Regions from separate parts of the Gossypium raimondii genome. Here region 1 is linked to region 2. The links are chromatin contacts, called in public Hi-C maps. All regions are on one chromosome and are shown on one strand. The core of a region is the stretch at or near the end of the contact, and the rest is flanking DNA. Distances in the headings are between cores, read along the strand shown. Region 1 holds the start of LOC105802648 (eukaryotic translation initiation factor 1A). Region 2 holds the start of LOC105802689 (fimbrin-5).

What was found. Hi-C and Micro-C count contacts between places; a contact is called where the count stands out from the background.
Region 1: a Hi-C map of leaf shows a contact between it and region 2, with 2.2 times the contacts expected there. The contact joins the promoter of LOC105802648 here to the promoter of LOC105802689 in region 2.

The regions. Positions count from the first base shown.
Region 1 is chr7:8,058,618-8,063,338 of ASM2569854v1, forward strand. It overlaps LOC105802648 (eukaryotic translation initiation factor 1A), which reads right to left and starts at 3,138. Exons shown (of 2, transcript XM_012634429.2): 1 at 2,974-3,138; 2 at 1,837-2,519. The coding sequence starts at 2,502. The coding sequence ends at 2,074.
Region 2 is chr7:7,888,523-7,893,228 of ASM2569854v1, forward strand. LOC105802689 (fimbrin-5) reads left to right here and starts at 1,749. Exons shown (of 14, transcript XM_052633398.1): 1 at 1,749-1,964; 2 at 2,185-2,305; 3 at 2,590-2,760; 4 at 2,952-3,184; 5 at 3,273-3,444; 6 at 3,767-3,835; 7 at 3,953-4,069; 8 at 4,415-4,626. The coding sequence starts at 2,219.

The sequences.
Region 1 (4,721 bases), core at 1,888-4,387, 170 kb after region 2:
TAGGTCATCTTTATTTCTTCTTCTTCTTCTTCTTCTTCTTCTTCTTCTTCTTCTTCTTCTTCGTACCAGATACTTTGGGCTTAGAATCTACTATGGTTTAGGGATAAAACGGTGTTATTGTTATTATTGTTGTTTCCATTTTCTTTTTCTGTATGGGGTTTTTGTTTTCTTTATTACCTTTTGTCTTAAAACTTTTTTATCAGCTTACTGCCATGGTGATGTTTTGTAGGTATCTAATTGTGAGTCTTTTGTTAGGTACATATGGTTTGTATTGAAAAATAACTCACTTGTCAGCTAATGCATCTTGTTGGTTATACCCATGTGAGGTTTAGACCCACAATAGTTAATGGATGATGATGATGTTTAAAGTTGACAATCATCTCTCTTTCGTGGAAAATGGAAACTGCATCTTTTCTTTTTTTAAAGTTGAACATATCCGTGTTAGTGAAGAAGAAGCAGATCACCACATTTGAAAATAGAGATTGTTAGGATGGAGAAGAAGAAACATAAACATATTGGGCAATTTACGCAAAAAGTAAAAATATTGAGTCATTTATTAAAAAACGGAAAAGGAAGGACAAAAAAATAGTCACTCAACTTTGTCTCGTCCAGTGTAGCAAGTTAACTAGCCACATCAACTAGTTAACTAGCCACGTCAGCAATCCCACTAAGCCTATGACAGAAAATGCTAATCGGTGATTGATTTGTCACTTTTCGATAACGTTAGTAATTGATTTTTTTGTTTTCAAAAGTTAAGTGGCTGAATTAAAATCAAAGTGATTGTTTTGTCCGCTGCATCAAAGTTGAATGACTGTTGGTGTAATTTACCCTATATTTATAAAAATTTGTGGCAAAAAAATATAAACATAACTTATTTACGCATCCATGTTATATATTATAAAATACCTAACATAAGAAATTACATATAATTAAACTCTATCAACCAAAAACGTCAAGGAAATTACAATTCTTTGTAATTACAAGATAATGTAATTATTACCCTAGTAATTACACTTTCATCTAATTACCATGTGATGCCCAATCGGACCCTTAATGATTTAATAACAAAAATCATAGTTTATAACATAATTAGAATATTTTAAAGTTAGAAACTAATTTAGAAAAAGGGTGCAATTAACTCCAAAATAAAATATTTGTATTTTTATGAAAATAATAATTTAAATAAATCTAAATAAACCAATATAATGAGAATAGCAAAATTTGAAGTTCATATTACTAACTAAACTATATTTGAATAACTATGATATTGATACCATGAATGAGTCCAATCCAATCCAAACCCAACCAAACTTATCAAAAATTTTTAAGGAACATATCAACATTTTTAATTATAAGTGGTACAATTTATTCGTAACGTACCAACAGATCTTTAGCATATTGGCAAGTTTCTTAGCATTGTTTGTGTCACATTTAAGATTTTGAATTCAATCCCTCACATCCTCATCACCCTTAACCCCAATCACTATGAAAAAAGCAGTGCATAATTTTTTTTTTTAAATCAAAGTTATCTACTTTAGATTTAAAACTATATGATTCTTTAATATTTCCTAATCTATCATTAATTCCCAAATCCCTATCTAATTAAATCCGCTGATAAAGACATTACATGTCTAAATCCACGACTTCTAATATCAATACCAGTTAAACTAATACTCTAATTGATAAAAACTATTTAAATTGATGCTGAGGAGAATATAGAACTTATGGTATGCATATCTATGCATCCTAACCTACTTCACCCAAGCCTGTATTTAAACCAGGATTTGTATGGAAGCACTAACATCTTTTATCAAACACACATTTAAAACATTTACATTTGTATCAAACAGCTCATGATAAGCTTAAACTTTCATCATTTCTGTCAAAAGTAAATTTGAGATATGGAACAAGGTTTCAGTAAAAGTAACAACATATATCTAATAGTTGACACATTCAGCACATATAAATACCTTACGGGAGAAATCACACATATTGTAGCCTTCTAAACAGCATCCACCATATCTCTCTTCCAACATTTAAGCAAATCATTCAAACAAAACCAACTCCATAACCCTATATTTTATCGATATCTTCGTCTTCGAACTCAATGTAATCATCTGCACCTCCTTCATCTTCCTCATCGACAATACCTTCATTAAGACGAGTGTTCTCTGGAAGCTCACCGTATGCCTTTAAGAGCCTTGCTTCATCGGGCATGTACTTAAGGATCACATCAGCCTTGTCATCCTGATAGTCGCGAAGCCCGACAAGAATTATATCACCAGCTGCAATCCAAACCTTCTTGTGCATCTTTCCTCGGATATGGCAAAGGCGCTTAGTACCATCTATGCACATGGCTTCACACCGGCCATTGCCTAGCATACGAAGCACTTGGGCATACTCTTGCCCGTCTTCCTTGAACACAAGTTCACGCTTCTCATCGTCAGCTTCATTCTTTCCTCTCTTCCTGTTCTTTCCTCCCTTTCCCTTGTTCTTCGGCATGGTTTCTTCTAGCTATACTGTGCCAAAAGCCCAAAAAGAAAAAAAACAAGTCATTTTACAAGCGCCAAAAAGCACAACACCATCACAATGGAAGATATTGACATCAACATATCATGCTCGAAACAAACGAGATATTTTAATAATTCTGACATCATGATAAAAATTAAACGAGGTTGGTCACTAAAAATTGGGGGAAATTGTATATTCTATTTAATAGGAGATAAACAAAAAAAGGGAATTAGGGAAAATTAATCCAGTAAATATAAAACTTATGAAAAGTTAGGAGTTGGAATCAGACTTGATAAACTCACATATAATCAAGAAATTAAACAGAAACTCAATCATCATGACACAACCGTTAAATGATAAACTTTCAGAAAGCAACAAAAAGGAAAATTCAAGATCAAATTACTGCAATTGATTAATGAAATTTTGAAGCAAAAAAAAAAAAAAGAGAAAATACATGAATACCTTTCTGGCAGCAGCGTAAAAGACTAAAGAGAAGAAGAAGAAGAAGATAAATAGAAATTGTGAGAAAGGAATTTGATTCGTTGTCTACAAATTCCAAAAAGTCCAAACCCTAGCTTAAGAATTCCGCTAACATATGGCTATCACGTTCAAGACTCAAAACTTGGGCTTGGGTAATTGATTTGAGCCGGCCCGAGTTTTGTGCGTCTCTCTCTGTATCCCTCTAAATCTATATCATGGGTTTTCTTCTTGCCCATCCATGAATATTATCAATGTTTTTAAAATTAGATTGTGTTAGAAAAAAGTGGATTTGGAAGATAGAGGGGAAAATAAATTTAGACGAAAAATAAAACTTTAATTTTTTTTTTCAAAATAAGATTTTGATTGTGATATCTAAAATAATAAATACTTAATCAAAATTGTACATTTTCAATTCGTCTAGGATGAATGCTTCGACTAAGTAGTCTTCTCCGCTATCCTCAAGTTCGAGTGTGGGCTTGCTTCGAATCAAAAAAATTTTCACAAAAATGATCAGTAGGGTAATTTCGCTATTTCTCTAAACTTTCGGGTCAAATTGTAAATCAGAGAAATATCTTTAAAAATTTTCTAAAATAATAACCCAATGTTCTCTTTTACAGGGAGAGTTTAAAGAGTTTAACTATGATTAAACTTAATCACTTTAATATTAAATCTTATTAAAATAATAGAATGTATTAAAAATTTAATATTAAGATAACTACTTTATATTAAATTAATAAAATACTATTAAGATAAGTATTAAATTAAATTTAATATTAAACTATCAAAATAATATTATTTTTGGAACAGCTAATCTTAAATCAAATTCTCTAGTAGAGTTCCAATAGTAGTGGAACTCTTCCACTACTCCACCACCGAAAACCAACCGTTGTGTCCAATGATACAGGTGCAACACCCTTACGACACCCGAGCCGATTCAGTTGTTGCCGGTTTGGTACAGGTCAATGACAACCCGACCGGTCCGATCTAGCATTTTGTTGGACCGTCGGTCCTGTTTCACATGTCGGACCCAGTTCAACCATTTTTTGGGTCTTAGTCTCGATTTTGGGCTCCCAGATCCAATTTACGATCTCATGCCCAATTTACGATCTCAGGTCCAATTTTCAAGTTCAATTATTCATTGGGCCAATTATCTGACTTGAAAATTAATTTCCAAAAATATCATATTAATTTTAATTAATTTGATTAATTTAACTTTACTTGATCAAAATTAATTTATCCAAAAATCACTTAGATTTTCCAAATTAATTTTTCAAGAAAATTTTTCGATCAAATTCTCTAATTGAACAATTCTGAAGACCACCTAATTTAATTTTACATTGAATAAATCAACTCAATTAAATTATTTCCAAAGTAGTAGAATTTTCTTCTAATTCTAATATAGTCTGATCGAGCTTTTGTTGAGCTAGTGAAGGGACCAACCGGACATATACAATTAGGCTCTAATAATTGCAATTATGTTCCGAAGCATCGTCCAATAATTTGTAATTATTTAATCATGGAGTCAGTCCACAAAAAGTACCATGATTGAAAACTTCTTATTGTATACTCTTTACAAAAATAATTCATCCAATTGTTTTATCCAATGACCTCTTCATGATTGCGTTACCCTCATATGATATCTTTGATTCATTTGAGTTAAACCCGTTCACTCAATACAATCTTATTTTATCTCATTGTCACCATTGTGTCTTTTTAATGATTAATATGAT
Region 2 (4,706 bases), core at 499-2,998:
CTATACATTTATCCTTTTAGGATTTACCCTATTTTCCATGGTAACTCTAGTTTGACTGAAGTGTTTCACTGGGCCACCAAAGCTTCAAGTAGATGGGCTTCTCCATGGATTCCACGAGTTGGGCCATTTCATGTGGGTCAAATGAGCCCCATTTAATAAGTTGACCTCTATGGGACATTTTGTGCGCAATGGTTACAAGCTTTGACCTACGGCCCGTGACACTAGTTGGTAAATACATATTTGGAATGTATGGCATTATAGTTTACTTTTATCTGAACTTTATAATCAAATTTGACGTTAAGTAATATGTTTTTATGCATTATATTTTACCTTGGTAGTTTAATTTTGATTAAGCTTTTTTTTATGGAATTTTTTATTGTTTCAAACTTGAATTGATATGTTTAACGTGTGCGTATACCTTTGGTACATGATTGGACATATTTTGAAGCATGTTAGAATGACTTGAAATGGTATTTTATGTATTTTTGGGTTAAATTCTCAAGACTAAGATGAATAAGTCTTAAGATTTATTCAAAGTTTGGTATTTTCCTGTAGATTGGATAAACAAGTATCGACACTTGGTCATCAGGCATCAAGAATTTTTCCCTAAATCTTGAGAGTTGGTAGACAGATTTGAAGGTTACCAGTATCGAGACTTATACCCCAAGTCTCGTGACCTATTGTCCTGTTTTGATATTTTGGGTCTTGAATGTTGTTCTTAAGCCTATTTTCACTGATTTGGTGTTTGTTAATCATCAATGAAGCATGATTTAGACTTATGGTTTAATCATGATGGATTTAAATTTAATTATGCATGAAAATTGGTGCATTTTGATTTTGTTTTGTTTAGGATTACTTCGATAATTAATATAACATATTATATTCATATTTTTTTCCGAGTCAAGTGTAGAGTATTACTTTTATTGGTATCAAAGAATGGTTAAGGTTCAATCGATTCTAAGCCCAAAATATGTTGAAGTGTTGTTTTGGTGTTATGTTTGAGCCCCTGGGATGAATTTCTCCTTTTGCTTCTCAACTTACAAGGGTATTTGCAGTTGTTTCTAGTTGTTGTTCCCATCCCAAAGGCATGTACTTACGCATCATTCACTCGTTCATCATTGGAAACGCACCTCCAGTCCAACTTGCATGTGTTAAGCATGCCGTTAGCTTGAGCCAAGATCAAACTCTTTATGAGATTCAAAGTTGCATTACTTATAGCTTCCTTGTTCGTAGACAAAGTAGCTTCAGAATAGTCTTTCATTCCAATGCATAACTTGTATCCATGCACTTCATATTTGCCTAGAGTTTACCCTAAAAAATATAGCCCAAACTTAATTGTGTCCGATTAATTCGTAACACCAATTCAATTAAACACATTATATGTGATATAAATATATTTAAAATTATAATTACATCAACAAATCCCAATCATTATAAACATTAAATTAAATAATCAACTAAATTCAAATTTACTCACTTTTGAACTCTATTTCACTTAAAATCTCATTAGCTACTTACAAAGATATATTTAATAATAATGGCATCGTATTAAATGCTGCAATAAATTGTTTTATTCATAATTTCCTAATTACTAAATGATGCTAAAGTTAAAAAGGAAATCTTAAATAGGAATATAGAAAAGGTAATACCAAAGAAAAATTGACAGTGATATCAAAGCATTTAATAAACAGTTAAAATGAGCCAATTTGCTCGTTCTCTCTCTCTCACTCTGTCTTATTCACATTTGCAATCGGCAGTGTTCGCGGGTTACGGGAGGACTAAGGGCCATCACGCTTTTCTCTCATCCTCATTTCCCTTCACTCAATTCCAATATCACCCAAACACCCCCCCCCCTCTCTCTCTCTCTTACAACTCCCCATACCTTCGACAATCGAAGAAGCAAAACCCCTATATGGAGGAACCCACCCTTCTAACTTAGTTTCTCTCTCTCTGTCTCTCTTAAGGTTTACATTGTTCTTTTCTCTGTTCTCATAAATATCATGTCTTCTTTTATATAGTTGGGGTTGATCGTTTCCTTTTCCTATTGAATTATATGTACATGCACGTCAGTTTGTTGGGTTTCTGCATTTGTTGCATCTTGTTTTGTTGAGTTTTCATTGGCTTTAAGTAATATGCAATATAAGCGTAAACAATCTTTGATAGTTTGATATGGTGCGTGATTAGGGGACAAAATTGGGTAGAAAAACCAAGGCAAACAATGTCTAGTTATCAAGGTGTGATTGTTTCTGATCCATGGCTTCAAAGCCAGTTCACTCAAGTCGAGCTCCGAACCCTCAAATCCAAGGTAACCTTTTTTTCTTTTCTTGTTTTTTTTTTCCGTGGAATGTAACCTGTAGCTCAGTTCTTTTGCATAATTACTTTGAATGAAAGTGAACCATGCATTTTGGTCTGAAAGATTACAATTTCAACTTCTAATTCTTTAAAGTGCCTTTTTTTTTTTTTATTTGGTAATATACCTTTGCTACTAGCAAAATAACAACTATAGGTTACCTTATTTTACATGATTATATGGTATTTGGAAATCTTTTTCTTGACATGGAACTTTGATTTCTTTCTTGTTGCTTTTAGTTTATCTCTGTGAGGACACAACATGGCCGTGTTACTCGGGATGATCTGCCACCAGTGTTTGCTGGTATGAAAGCTTTCAGTGAAATGTTTAGTGAGGATGAGATTAAGACTTTCTTGGGAGAGTCAAACAGTGACATGGGTGAAGAAATTGATTTTGAGGCCTTCCTTCGGGTAAGTCTTTTCAATATACTGGCTGCAGTGTTTTTCCTGTATAGCAGTGCTAATTATTCAATATATGAAATGTTGTGAATTAAGGTTTCTAGATGTTACAATACCTGGTGTGTAGTTTTCCTTTTTCTTTTTGGCATATGTTCTCCTTATATCTTGCTAGGTGGCAATGTTTGGGTTTGGTGAATTGGCAGCTTTATCTAGATTTGCAAGGTCGCGCAGTTGAAAAATCAGGTGGCTTGAGATCTTCATTTCTCAAGGCAACCACAACCACTTTTCACCATGCTATTAATGAATCTGAGAAGGCTTCTTATGTTGCTCATATCAATAACTATCTGGCAGAAGATAAATTCTTGAAAGATTTTCTTCCAATTGATCCAGCCACAGACGCTTTATTTGATCTTGCGAAAGATGGAGTCCTTCTTTGGTTGGTTCACTGGACTTGACTTTGCTTTATTCCTTCTTATTGAATCCTGATTTGATGTTTGTTGACACTTTTAGTTTCTTTCATGCAGCAAGCTTATCAATGTAGCTGTTCCTGGGACCATAGATGAGCGAGCTATTAACACAAAAAAGGTTCTTAATCCCTGGGAGAGGAATGAGAATCATACTCTTTGCCTTAATTCTGCAAAAGCTATTGGTTGCACCGTGGTTAACATTGGCACACAAGACCTTGTTGAAGCAAGAGTACGTAATGCTCCTTCCCAATACCAATTTAGGTGTTATACATGCTTTTTAGTATAACTTGTACAATATTTTAACTCTTCCTATCATCTTTTCTTCTTCTTCTTCTTCTTCTTCTTCTTCTTCTTTTTGGTGTTTTAATTTTCTAGCCCCACCTGGTACTTGGATTGATTTCTCAAATTATTAAGGTATCCAATTGAAGCTTCCTTTGAACTCATTTATTTTGTGTTTGTAATTTGTAGAATCATGGAAACCTTACTGATCATATCAGTTTCCTTCAACCATAGTTATATTGTTAGTAATGTTTTCATGGCTGTGACATCAGATTCAACTACTAGCTGATCTCAATCTGAAGAAAACTCCTCAACTTGTAGAACTGGTGGATGATAGCCAGGTTGGAGACTGTTAATTGGTTTTGCCCCCTTTGTGTCTTGATGATATCAGGTAGCGGATAATCTCCATTTTGCAGGTTGGAAACTAATTCAGTTCACCTTTTGTATAAATTTTGTAGGAGGTGGAGGAGCTTTTGAGTTTAGCACCTGAAAAGGTTTTACTGAAATGGATGAATTTTCATCTGAAGAAAGCTGGATACCAAAAGCAGGTTACAAACTTCTCTACAGATTTGAAGGTGAGAAAACTCATTGGTTTTGATAAATTCTACTTGTTTCATGCCAATTTTATCTACAAAAGGTAATTATTATCATGGTCTTCAGTGCTGCATTAATCTTTACATTTGGTCCTTAAGTTCCATGAAAATGTGAAACAATCGCAGGATGTTTAAATGTCTTTCAGTGTCTTTAAACTTCAGTATATCCTCATATTCACAAACAATATGGAAAACCATTTGATTCATGGTTGCATATAATCAAATAACCAATAGTTCTTAATGTGTGAAGTAATACATTGCCTCTTGTCTATACTACTTTCAGTTTTCTAGAGTAACTGATGTATCATAAAACCTATTTATTTGTAGGATGGAGAAGCATATGCACACCTGCTTAATGCACTTGCTCCTGAACACAGTACGCATTCAACTTTGGATGCAAAGGATCCAACTGAAAGAGCAAACAAGGTTCTTGAGATGGCAGAGAAATTGGATTGCAAAAGATATCTCACTCCTAAGGACATTGTCGAGGGCTCACCAAATCTCAATCTTGCATTTGTAGCTCAAATATTCCATCACAGGTGAGAAATAATGTATTTTTTCCTTAAGACTGAGCTAAGTTTCTATAATAATTTATATTAGCTTTTCCCTGTTCAATTTC